3 separate regions of the Mus musculus genome follow, and all the other regions are linked to region 1. A link is a contact called in public HiChIP or PLAC-seq data. All regions are on one chromosome and are shown on one strand. Each heading gives the region's core, a stretch centred on a gene start, on an enhancer-like site or on the middle of the called end of the contact. The rest is flanking DNA. Distances are from core to core; before and after follow the strand shown. Region 1 has its middle 3.1 kb from the start of Gm33144. Region 2 has its middle 4.4 kb from the start of Gm32673. Region 3 overlaps Gm32673 (a long non-coding RNA gene).

Region 1 (4,235 bases), core at 804-3,303:
TCCCCCTTCTCCTCCCTCCTCTCTTTGCAGCTATCACTTGCCAATAGCTCCTCAGCTAGGAATGGGCTTCATACCCACCTCCCTCCTCCAAGCTGGGGTTTTGCCCGACCTAAGCACGCCCAGGACTTGTGCATGCTGTCACAACCACTGTGAATTCATACATGCAACTGCCTGCCATGCTATCAATTAAAAACAGTTTCCTCGCGGTCACCCACAACCTCTGGCTCTTCTCATCCCCTCTTTCATGATAATCCCTGACCCTTGGAGGAAAGGCCTGATATAGATATCTCCTTTATGGCTAAGCACGCCACAGTCTCTTAGCCTCTTCGTGATACCCAGTCATAGACCTCTGTGTTAATCACCATCTACTGCAAGAAGTTTCTCTGATGAGGGTTGAGATATGCATTAATCTCTGGGTAGAGCTATAAGTTATTAGGAGTTGTTTCAATACTATGTCCACTCAGAGGAATGATAGTAGCAGGTCCTCCCCTGGGCCTGTGACCTGTCATTATAGGTCCCATCTCCTAGAATGGCCTTAAACCCAATCATAAAGTATTTAGTTATGCCCGTAATGTTAATGCCACGATTGCACTGGAGAGCTTGGCTTTCCAGGACAGTCGTTACTGTAGCGCTCAGGGTCACAGCTGGGTGAGTCACCATTATTTCTCTCCTCTGGTAGTGAGCTCAGTTCTTCAAGCAGAAAGTGTGTTAAAAATAGCACTGTGGCCTGGGAGTGGTAGAGTGGTTAGCATAAGTGAGGTTTTGTGTTCCATTACTAGCATCATAGACAGACAGACAGACAGACGGGTTGGTTTTTGTTTTGTTTCGTGTTTGGTTAGGGGGAGCATATTTTTTGTTTTGTTTCTGGTTTTGTTTTGGTTTTGGTTTTTTGAGACAAGGTTTCTCTGTGTAGCCTTGGTTGTCCTGGAACTCGCTCTGTACACCAGGCTGGCACAAACGTTATGTGAGTAACCAACCACTCTCTGCTTAGATTCAAAGCCCGTTTGTTCCACACTCGTGCTTCTCCCTCTTAACCAGGCCCAAGTACACGGCCGGCTAAGTCCTGGACCCCAGTGAGGAACCTAATACTAATTAATCTGCTAAATGACACAGAATAAACTGACCTCTAAGTTCTTTATATAATATCCACAGATTACTGCATCTCTCAACCTTCATTAGAGAAGCCTTAAAATATGCCTGTGAGAACCTGTGTGCGCGTGTTCTCAGAAGCCAGAAGATGGTGTTGGATCCCTTGGAGCTGCGATGGCAGATGACTGTGAGTCACCTGACATGTATGCCGGAACCGAACGTGGGACCTCTCGAAGAGCAGCAAGTGCTCAACTGCTGAGTCATCTCTCCAGCCGAGAGAGGCTTCTCCCTGCTGTTACTGTTAGAGACCCGTAACTGCTCAACATGCAGACAGTAAGCTACGATGGAGGACCTCCCTGCCCCTGTGTGGTCACCAGGAGCAGAGGACCTGCCATATCCTTCTCAGTCTTGGGAGTGGCTGCTGGGACAGTGGGTCCCAGCCCACCTGGCTTGTTTCACCTGGCCTCTGAGACTCCAATTTTCTAAGGACCAAACCCAACAAAACACAAAGAATGGAACAGAAACAAACAAACAAAATTCATTAAAAGAAAGGAAGGAAGAAAGAAAGAAAGAAAGAAAGAAAGAAAGAAAGAAAGAAAGGGGAAGGAAGGAAGAAAATTTTACAAAAAAATATTTTGTAACGTTATAAAAAGTAAAAATTTCCAGAGAATTACTATTTACTTAAAAAAAAAAAAGAAAGAAAGAAAGAAAAGGATGGTGGAGGGCTCAGCCCCGAACCAGATGTCCAGATCATATCCCTTCCCCACAAAGCCCAGAGCAGGCAGAAATACCAGAAGAGCCAAGGCAGCGGACATGTATAGTGAAACAGTTGGACAGATATGGCAAAGCCATTGCATACGAACTCACAGTGGATCTGACTATGCACAAGATCAGTCAAGCCAGGCAAAACCCCAGCATAGATGGAGACGGGCTCATAAAGCCCCACCCAAGTCTGAGGAGCTATTGGTACTCATGGCTGCTGAGTACACACGAGTTCATTTCCTGTAGGGAGGTAGCCCCCGGGAGGCCGGCTGTCCACGCTATAGTAATTGGCCCTGTGCCTGTGCACAGACAGGCAGCCCTCAGCAGATTCAGTGGGTTTAAGAACTGAGGACTTGAAATTGGAAGAAATAGGGGAGGGATTGAAGAGGAGGGGCTGAGTTTACTCGTGTCAGAAACATATGTATGTATGTATGTATGTACGTATGTATGTTTGTATGTATGAAATTCTCAAATGATAAAACAACACAATAAAACCCCCTGAATGATTCACCACACATGGCTCGCTATACATTAGGAGTTTTATATTAGAAAGAAATGGATATTATGGAAAATCCTAACAAGATGGACATCTAGATACGTGCTTACAAGAACTAGAGCATCGTAGGCATAGCTGCGTCTGCTCTTAAGCTCCTCCCCTTCCATGTGGCTGCCTTCTCCAGTGACATGGCCTCTATCCTGAACTTGACATCTATTATTTCTTGGCTTTAAAAATGTAGCTTCTGAGCCTGGCAGTGGTGGCAGTGGTGGCAGTGGTGGCGCACGCCTTTAATCCCAGCACTCGGGAGGCAGAGGCAGGCGGATTTCTGAGTTCGAGGTCTACAGAGTGAGTTCCTGGATAGCCAGGGCTATACAGAAAAACCCTGTCTCGAAAAACCAAAAAAAAAAAAAGTAGCTTTATTACCTGTGTTTACGTCCACAACTTTATTATTTTCTTCACTTGTTTTTGAGCATTGTGGACACAGAGCCCCACTTTGTGCATTTATTTTGCTATAAACAAAGCTGTTGTGTGTACCAGGTGCCAGTCTCCAGTGCCAGTGTTTGTCCCAGGGAGGCATGAAACGCACAAGGTTAGGGCATGTAGACAGCTTCACAGGTTCCAACTGGGCTCAAAGTTACTGCAACAGTTTATAGGTCCCGGGGCAGATCATGTGACCATCCCAGGGCAGATCGTGTGACCATCCCAGGGCAGATCATGTGACCATCCCAGGGCAGATCACGTGGTCATATTGATGTATCTCCTCATGAACACTCAATGGTAGCAGACAAACAGCACCGAGCTCCCTGATGCAATGGACCTACTGTGGCCCCCCTTCATTTCCTCAGCACCCCAGAGGCTCTGCCTCTTTCCAGGTGCTTTTATGGATAAATGAATGTTGATCCCGTTTGGTTTTCTTTTCTCTGAAAAAAAATGTTTTTTATCTTTGCTATCTTCTATAAACCCATTTCTAGTTGGGTTATCTTCTTAATGGTTTGTGGGAGTTGTTTATATAATATGGATGTCAGGTCTCTATAGGTTAAGTATTTAACAAATATCTTCCCCTTGTTGGTGTGATATATTATTGCTCCCTCTCCCTCCCTCTCTCCCCCTCTTCCTCTCTCCTTCCTTTCTTCCTTTATTTCATTTTCTATTTTGAACACAAGCTGGCTTCAAACTTGAGACCCTTTTTGCTTCAGCCTCCTATATGTTGGTATGACATGCTGGACTTGGTGGTGGTGGTGGTGTGGTGGTGGTGGTGGCGTGTGCTCACGTGTGTGTGTGTGTGTGTGTGTGTGTGTGTGCGTGTGCTTTTGCATGCATGCCACAACTTACATATAAAAACTAGAGGACTTCTTTATAGATTTGATTCTCTCTTTCCAGTGTCTGGAGCTGTCAGTCCTGTGCTACCCTGTTGTCTCACATGCCTCTGTGTGTCACATACATCAGCTCATTATTAACAGCGAGGGAGTCGCCACTGTGTACTTGCCAGGAGAGGCAGTCAGCTCTGGGACAGAGAACAACAGCCAGGGTAAAACTGGAGCATCCTAACAAGGGGTGTGGGAGTGACTTCACAGATCCTGTTCTGCCAGGATCGTGGCCCGGGAGACTTGAATTATTAATAAAAATTCTAGGAAGCCCCGTGGGTTTTTCAGGAAACTTCATCCAATTAAGGGGAAATAAATTCCAAGTGTGCTTTTAAGCACCATTAGGACTCTTTTTCACTGTGAGAAACCTTCGTATTGATGCACAATATTCAGACAGAAAGTCCTAAGGTCATCAGCTGGTAGTTCAATATCCATCCTCAAGTTCACTGTCCCCAGCATCCAGGTTAAGAGGCAAGCACTACAGCTCTGCAGAGACTCCCTTCTGGTTCCCAGGTCAGGGT
Region 2 (4,235 bases), core at 837-3,336, 110 kb after region 1:
TCCTCCACCCCTCCTCATCTCCTCCTCCTCCTCCACCCCTCCTCATCTCCTCCTCCTCCTCCTCCACCCCTCCTCATCTCCTCCTCCTCCACCCCTCATCTCCTCCTCCACCCCTTCTCATCTCCTCCTCCTCCTCCACCCCTCCTCATCTCCTCCTCCTCCTCCACCCCTCCTCATCTCCTCCTCCTCCTCCTCCACCCCTCCTCATCTCCTCCTCCTCCTCCACCCCTCCTCATCTCCTCCTCCTCCACCCCTCCTCATCTCCTCCTCCACCCCTCCTCATCTCCTCCTCCACCCCTCCTCATCTCCTCCTCCTCCACCCCTCCTCATCTCCTCCTCCTCCACCCCTCTTCATCTCCTCCTCCTCCACCCCTCCTCATCTCCTCCTCCTCCACCCCTCCTCATCTCCTCCTCCTCCTCCACCCCTCCTCATCTCCTCCTCCTCCACCCCTCCTCATCTCCTCCTCCTCCACCCCTCCTCATCTCCTCCTCCTCCTCCACCCCTCCTCATCTCCTCCTCCTCCACCCCTCCTCATCTCCTCCTCCTCCACCCCTCCTCATCTCCTCCTCCTCCTCCACCCCTCCTCATCTCCTCCTCCTCCTCCTCCCCTTCCCCTCCCCCCTTCCCCCCCTCCAAACAAAGTCTCATGTATCCTGGGTGGACTTTCAGCTCAGCACATAGCTGAGAAGAGTCCTGAACTCCTGATGTTGTGGGGTATCCACCAGAGAAGACTGCCTGGGCATGGGTTTAAGCCAATAGAATCTTCATTAGCTGGCACATGGCTACACAGGCATTCAGGATCCCATAGTGTAGCCCCAAGTCTCTGTCGGGGTGAGCTTTTAAGCACACACACACACACACACACACACACACACACACACACACACACACTTGTCCTGGGTTGACACACTTCAGTTAGCAAGAACAGTTAGCCAGAAGCAGAACTACAGCCACCCAAAAGCCGGGTGAGCACATTTAGAGACGTTCCCATGACTATGGACTTTGATGGATTAGGTCTTTGTTTACGGTTTTGGCAGGTGATGCTGTCTACGTGCTGAGTGAATGGCTCTTCCAATATGGAGTCAGTTATGCTACAGTCTGGAGCCTGTTACACTGGCCCTCCTGATTCTACCACCCAATTGCTTGGTTTACAGACAGACATCACACCCACTCAAAAGTTACTCTCTGAGCTCAGACTTCCTCAGCTACCATATGGGAACAATAATAGTACGTATGCCCCAGTGTCCTGTGAAAACTGTCTGAGATAATTAATTCCTGTAGAGCCACTGGGACAACAGCTAGTTTACAGGAGGTGCCCTGTAAAGTACATGTGTATACATGCACAGAGATCTATATGATTCATGTATTTTAATTATAACTTTCTATCTAAAAGTATACATATATAATAATATGGACATTACTATATATATACAATGTTAGGTGTTCTGTGCTAGACATTACTTCCAAGTTCCTCTTGAGTGGGAGGCCGATAGCTCCTGGGCATCTGGGAGTTACCTCTTCCCAGGGATGGTGACTCATTGGGAGGCCCTCCCAGAATCAACCAAATCTTCCAATTTACCATCCACACTGGCTGAGCTAGTCTCAAGCCCTGTTCTAAATCTGTAGCTAGAAGCCAAGGGAAAGGGCTAGGGGCATGGGAGCGCGGGGGTGGGGGTGGGGGGGTGGGGGTGGGGGTGGGGTGTCTGTTCTTTCTGACTTTAAGCAGAGGGAGAACACTCTTGGGGATCCAGAGGAACTGGCCAGGCTCCATGGCTCCCCAAGTGGAGAATAGTGGCAAATTTTCCTCCGTGATGTCCCTCCTGCTGCCCAGTCCTAGCACATCCCATGCCAGCCCCGGGGCCCTGAAGCCCTGGAACTTGGGCAGGGAAGCAATCCCTGGCCCTGTGGAGAGAGGGGTCACACGCCCGCGGGAAGCCCACCACTCCAGAGGGCTGGCCATATTGCCCCCAGGCAGCAAGGAAGGCCTGAGCTCCTGCAGAGCTGCAGGTCCATACCAGAGGGTGACTCGGGCGGGAGCCCGCGGGCAGGGCGCGGCCGAGCGGGCAGCAGGACCCAATGGACGCCGGAAGCCTCGGAGGCTGACTCATCCTCCTGCCTCCGACAGTCACCGCAGCTTCCACGGCCACACAGAGCGCCCCAAAGGGGATGCGCCCCCTGGAGGCCACATCAGAAAGCGCAACCTGGGACCCTGGTTCCAAGTTAGATCTCTATTTAGATAAATTTGAGGTTCAAAGGAAGGAGGCAAGCACAAACACTTCCTTATCAGTTGGTTTTCATCTCTTTCGAGCCCTCTGTGGAGGCGTGACACCAAATATGAGCATGTGAGCACCTAGTAGGCTCACAATTCGGGCGCAAGTGGATTGCTGGCCTGGTCCCAACCTAATGCAGCCTAATTGTCACCCCTCAGACTCATTTCTCCTTTTGGTCTTAAGACAGCAGAGAATTCATTGACAAACCAGTGACACCCCCCCCCCCCAGCTGATGAAAATGGACAACGTTTACCCAATACCATTGTGCAGAGAGTTTGCATACGTTATTTAATGCCCTTAATCTCTAAAGGAAGTAGATATTATTACCCTGCCTGTTTTCAGGAACTAAATGAAGATTTAAGCGATGGCACTACCGCTATTTGTAGTTTGTTTCTTGGTTTATGGTGGATTTTTTTATGTTATTGTTGTTGTTATTTTTGAGACAGGGTTTCTCTGTGTGACAGCCCTGCTGAAATGGAACTTGCTTTGTAGACCAGGCTGGCCTTGAACTCACAGAGATCACAGTGCTGGGTAAAGGAGTGAGTCACCATGCCCAGTACACACTCAGTTGTGTAAGCAACACTTTCATTTAATTCCACAATAATGTGGAGTGTAGGGATCATTTCCCACGGACAGGTCAGCTAACAGGAAATGAAGGTTCGTTTCTCAAGGTCTTACAGCTCCAATTCTCAGATATAAATCCCTCATTTCTTTCCAACTCCGTGGTCCCCTCCATTCCATCCCACCTCGGCCCTCCCTTGAGGAATAAAAGTGACTCACTCAACCCCACCTGTAGGCTCCAGCAGCTATGAGTCACTAACCCACCCTTTGGGTAGCAGTGACATCCATAACAAACCTAAGCACCTCCCACTTCCCTAGCCCCACCCCCTCCACCCACCCCACTGGCCCCTAGGAAGCGAGAGGCTGGTGAGTGGTTTCTGGTTTCCCACACACTGTCTTTTCAGTGCCCAGGAGGGTGACTGTCTTGAGATTCAATGACCGGTTTGAGCTCCTGTACACGCAAGGAGCCCAGATGTCCTAAACAACCGTCGTAGGCATAGCGGGGAAACCTATGATCGCACCACCACAGAGTAGCCTGAGGCAGGATTGCAGATGCTAAAGCAGCATAAACTACACAGCAAAGAGCCTGGATTACTGAGCTTGCCTGCAGGAGAAAAGAGCTTCAAACCTGATGCGACCGCCCCATGCCGCATCTCTGGGGCGAGAGAGGACTTCAGGAAGGGGTCTGTTAGCGTTCTGTCTAAGCTCCGCCCCACAGTTACCTGTCAATAGCCAGGTAGGCCTGACCCACTGCTTGCCCCTTTCTCCCTCCTTGTTCCTCTCTTGCTACCTTGTTCTTCCCTTCCCCATCTCTCCATGTGCTCATGGCCAGCCTCTACTCTTCTATTCTCCCTCTCTCTGCCTTTCTCTGCCTCTACTACCCTCTTAACTCCCCTCCCCATACCCTGAATAAACTCTATTCTATACTATACCTTTGTGTGGCTGGTCCCTCGGGGAAGGGGATGCCTCAGCATGGGCCCGCGGAGGAACCTCCTTCCCCCCCCCATACCTCACCACGCCCCCATAGAATATATACCCCCTCTTTTTTGTTTTGTTTTGTTTTTCGAGACAGGGTTTCTCTGTATAGCCCTGGCTGCCCTGGAACTCACTCTGTAGACCAGGCTGGCCTCGAACTCAGAAATCCGCCTGCCTCTGCCTCCCGAGTGCTAGGATTAAAGGCGTGCGCCACCACGCCCGGCATACCCCTCTTTTTATGTTTTTATAAACACACCAGGGTTGGTGGGTGCCTTGCCTGCATTACTCCAAGAATGTCAAAATCTTAAAGAATGAAAATAAGAAAAATCAAATGGAGGATGTCTGGATCCTTGAGAAGCCGACCTGGGAAGATTTTTAGTGCCATGGAAAAAGCAGAATGGCTTAGTTTACAAGGAAAAGGGGAGCCG
Region 3 (4,235 bases), core at 917-3,416, 94 kb after region 1:
AATAAAGGAACACAGTGTCCCAAACAAATGACAATAAATATAAAGATCTTAAATTGGCTTTATTTGAGATTTTAGAATCAGACAACACTCAGATTGTCAAATAAAGTAATTCGTTTGGAGAGCCTGAGTAACGGGAAGGGAGGAGAAAAGGCCATTTCAAAGTGACTTTTCTTGCCTGGCAGGGACAGGGAGACAGAGTGACAGGAAATAACTGGTTGCAGTCAGGTTACTTTGGGTGAGGTTTTTGTAAAGAGGGAAGCAGAAGGACTTCATTACCATAGCCACTGAATACAGTCAGCTCTGACCAGCCTTGATTCTTGGAAGGTCAGATTACAACTGAGTCTCTGTAGGTCACTGTGCAGCTTTGTAGTAAGGAATTCCGGTTTTACCGTAGTCTGGTGCACTGGGGCTTATGCCAGGACTTCAGTCTGTGGGATACAGCCAGGATTTCAGGCCTGTCTGTGTACCCAGTTAGCCCCAGCATCACACTCAACGCCTCTCAGTGATGCAGAGGCATGAGAGCTTGGGAATCTGAACTCCCGGATACAGAGTCTGGCTTTCAATGCCACTAACAAGAAGCAGATAGCTCAATGGTGCAGAAGACCAGAAGACAAGAGGCCATCTATCCCAGCAGAAAAAAAGACTATGACTTCCTAATGGCCATCAGAGACATAAAATGCAACCTCCAGAGAAGTCTCTCCTGCCCCCTGCCCCGTGGCCAGAGCGTCCTCTCCCTGTAGATGAACCACATGGGTAAGTATATCATTAAGTTGTTTGAAGTCAAGCCTGGTGTCTGAAGCCCAAGTAACCAGACATCTATCCTCACAAAACTGAGTCACCTGCCACAAGCTAAACTAGTGAAGGTGACCTCACCTGGCCAGCATTGGGATGGCCAGTTTTCAAGGTGGCCTTAAATGTTATCCACTCCCAGCTGCTGTGGGAGCTGCTCTGGCCTCATATTCCCAAAGGCCTCAAGACTACCATGAAAGAAATCAGAATAGCTTTTTTTTTTTTTTTTTTTTTTTTTTTTTTTTTGGTTTTTCAAGACAGAATTTCTCTGTGTAGCCCTGGCTGTCCTGGAACTCACTTTGTAGACCAGGCTGGCCTTGAACTCAGAAATCTGCCTGCCTCTGCCTCCCGAGTGCTGGGATTAAAGGCATGCGCCACCACGCCTGGCATCAGAATAGCTATTTTTATATATGGATAGTGGGCCATATAAAGAAAATGACAAAAGGAGGTGATGGAATCTTGTGGGACACGGTGATGGTTTGTATATGCTTGGCCCAGGGAGTGGCACTATTTGGAGGGGTTGCCTTGTTTGAGTAGGTGTGTCACTCTGGGTATGTGTGTCACTCTGGGTATGGGCTTTAAGACCCTACCTCTAGCTGCCTGGAAGTCAGTATTCTGCTAGCAGCCTTCAGATGGAGAGGTGGAACTCTCAGCTTAGCCTGCACCATGACTGCCTGGACACTGCCATGCTCCAACCTTGATGATACAGGACTGTACCTCTGAACCTGTAAGCCAGCCCCAGTGAAACGTTGTCCTTAAAGAGTTGCCTTGGGCCAGGCGTGGTGGTACACGCCTTTAATCCCAGCACTCGGGAGGCAGAGACAGGCAGATTTCTGAGTTCAAGGACAGCCTGGTCTACAAAGTGAGTTCCAAGACAGCCAGGGCTACATAGAGAAACCCTGTCTCGAAAAACAAACAAACAAACAAGAGTTGCCTTGGTCACAGCAGTAAGTCCCTAACTAAGACAGCATCCAAGGAAGAAGACATCTGATGCCTGGAATAGAGCAGCTTTCTGCTGCAAGCACCTAAAGGGAGGAAGGAGACTGGCAATGAGAGAGTGGGACATCACTATCCAAGAAAAGGAGGAATGTGCTTGTCATCTGAGAGACCTCTAAGAAAGAAGGAAAAGGAACAGAAGAGATGGACACGGAGCACCAGGAGCCAGAGCTGTGGATCTACCTCAGTGCCACGTGACCACATATGATCAAATACTCTCTTTCAAGTTATGGTCACTGCAGCATCTTGCCAGATCACTGGAAAGTTTCACACCACACACACACACACACACACACACACACACACCATGCATGTGTCTGGGTGAGGTCATGAGGGGGTGGATTTTGAAATAGAGGAAGAAGGTGACTGGGTTGACAAACAGGAATGATGAAAGTGTAAAGACGGTTGCCCAGATAGAAATAGAAATCAAGAACCAGACTGACCGAGAGAATCCAGCCCACTGCCCATTCACATGCTCTCTGAAACCTAGGGGAAGTTCTCAGATTTTCCACGAAGTGGGGCTCAAGGATGAGCCAATCTTACCCAGATGCTGAACGGCGTGAACCCCAGGCTGGTGCCTGCTGGGAGGGTCATTTTGTTCTGTTTTTTAATTGACATGCTTGGGCTGCAGAGATGGCTCAGCAGTTAAGAGCACTGATTGCTCTTCCAGAGACCCTGAGTTCAATTCCCACCAACCACTTGGTGGCTCTCAACTGTCTGTAATGGGATCTGATGCCCACTCCTGGTGTGTCTGAAGACAGCTACAGTGTATTCACATACATAAAATAAATAAATCTTTAAAAAAAATGACATGCTGGTGATCGAACCAAGAACCTTGCACATGCTAGGCAAATGCTCTGCCACTGGATACATTCCTAGGCTTTGGTTAGTTTGCTGTTGTCTGTTTGTTTTGTTGGGTTGTTGTTATTTCTAAGACAGAGTCTCTCTTTTAGCCTTGGCTGGTCTAGAACTCACTATGTAGACCAGACTAGTCTCAAACTTATAAAAATCTGCCTATCTCTGCCTCCCAAGGGCTAAAATTAAAGGTGTGTGCCACATTATTTTAAAGACAGAGTTTCACTGTGTAGCCCTGGCTAGCCTCAAACTCTCCAGCCTCCTGAGTACTGGGTTCGTTTCACATGTCATCTGGGCTGGACAACAACACTCAACTGGTCCAACATCTGATTAGATGCTTTTGTGGTGCTGTTTGGATGAGACTGGCATCCTCTGCAGAAAGCAGGTTGAAGGACTGACTAGAACTGGGACACACTTGAACTGCAGCATGGGCTCCTCCCTGGGTCTCTGTCCTGATAGTCCCCTGCAGTTTGGACCTGTTAAAACTCATAATTACCTCGAAAAAACAAAACAAAACAAAGAAACCCTCATAATTGCAAGATTTGTTTCCTTAAGAATCATTCTCCCTGGCTCGGCAGTTAAGAGGACACGATGCTCTTCCTGGAGACCCAAGTTCAGTTCTCAGTCCCCACACCAGATAACTTAAAACTGCTTCAGTAACTCTAGCTCCAGGGACCCTGGCACCTTCCCCCCCCCCCCCACCACCACCACCACAGCACTCATGAGCACATATCACGCCGAGACATAATTAAAAAGAACTTTGAAAAGCTCTCCCTCTCACCTATGCCCGCACCCATACTTCCTCTTATGTATCCTCTGTAGAACCCTGACGACTACAGCCCCTGTAAGCAGCACTCACTTGCTGTTGTATCTAGAATGCTTCTGGATGACGTCAGCCGTACACCCTACACAAAACCTTGCTAAGTCTGTCTTGTTTCTGACTTCAGTGTGGCTCTCAAGTAGCTTTCTTTGGTGAGACCCCGTGGCTTCACCCACGCCAGGCAAGTTCCCTATCACTGAGTCACATCTCAGCCCTCAAGCAGCGTTGGAGGTGACATGGTGGTCAGGGCTTTCCCAGTAGGAACAACAGGGACACAGCTTCTCTAACCACTCTTCCAATGGCTAGGCATACTGACTCGTGGACACGCCTGTATTTATACTAAGGGGAATATATTCCTGTCATGTTCACATGCTTCGAATGGCAAATTATCAAATTATAAGGCAAGTCTAACCGACAGAAGTGATTAAAACACAGAGGTGCCCTGAGAGATGGCTCACTGCAAAAGTGACAAACAGAGGCCACTGGTGGCCAGGGTAGGAGCCAGGCCCACCACACTTGAAAACCTAGATTTTTCTGCCCACCCAAAGGACTGGAAGACATAGACACATGCCCCACCATGTTTCTCCATCCCTAGGTATCTGTCTGTTCTCATCTTTGGCTTCTTTCCAGCGAAACCGCCACCTTCCCAGTCTCTCCCTCCTATCTCGTCAGACAGATCTCATCATTAAAATCTCACACCATGCACCATTTTGTTGCTACAGTTGTTGTTTCAGATCTCATACTGTAACTCCGGCTGGTCTACAACTCACTGTGT

What was found. HiChIP or PLAC-seq counts read pairs in DNA pulled down with a chosen protein or histone mark.
Region 2: a CTCF HiChIP or PLAC-seq map of the NIH/3T3 cell line shows a contact between it and region 1, with 25 read pairs. The contact joins two enhancer-like sites. A contact is called at or near these places in 1 of 15 datasets of contacts at CTCF or cohesin (the NIH/3T3 cell line), 6 of 484 Hi-C or Micro-C datasets (bone marrow-derived macrophages, colorectal tumor organoids, embryonic stem cells and 2 more), 19 of 115 datasets of contacts at active chromatin or transcription factors (CD8 T cells, the HPC-7 cell line, T-cell acute lymphoblastic leukemia and 10 more) and 4 of 9 other capture datasets (adipose tissue, bone marrow-derived macrophages, liver and 1 more).
Region 3: an H3K4me3 HiChIP or PLAC-seq map of bone marrow-derived macrophages shows a contact between it and region 1, with 4 times the contacts expected there. The contact joins two enhancer-like sites. A contact is called at or near these places in 1 of 484 Hi-C or Micro-C datasets (bone marrow-derived macrophages), 6 of 115 datasets of contacts at active chromatin or transcription factors (the HPC-7 cell line, bone marrow-derived macrophages, embryonic stem cells and 2 more) and 2 of 9 other capture datasets (adipose tissue and liver).

The regions. Positions count from the first base shown.
Region 1 is chr6:125,537,474-125,541,708 of GRCm38.p6, reverse strand. No RefSeq gene overlaps it. Among named protein-coding and RNA genes, the nearest start is that of Gm33144, 3.1 kb to the left of the region's middle. Within about 2 kb of position 2,053, at least 13 of the 459 cell types and tissues checked have an H3K27ac peak or open chromatin away from gene starts, as enhancers often do. A contact at or near this core is called in the HPC-7 cell line, the NIH/3T3 cell line, bone marrow-derived macrophages and 1 more, where this site is marked.
Region 2 is chr6:125,424,447-125,428,681 of GRCm38.p6, reverse strand. No RefSeq gene overlaps it. Among named protein-coding and RNA genes, the nearest start is that of Gm32673, 4.4 kb to the left of the region's middle. Within about 2 kb of position 2,086, at least 357 of the 459 cell types and tissues checked have an H3K27ac peak or open chromatin away from gene starts, as enhancers often do. A contact at or near this core is called in the HPC-7 cell line, the NIH/3T3 cell line, bone marrow-derived macrophages and 1 more, where this site is marked.
Region 3 is chr6:125,443,517-125,447,751 of GRCm38.p6, reverse strand. The region is part of intron 4 of Gm32673 (a long non-coding RNA gene); the gene reads right to left. Among named protein-coding and RNA genes, the nearest start is that of Gm32673, 15 kb to the right of the region's middle. Within about 2 kb of position 2,166, at least 52 of the 459 cell types and tissues checked have an H3K27ac peak or open chromatin away from gene starts, as enhancers often do. A contact at or near this core is called in bone marrow-derived macrophages, where this site is marked.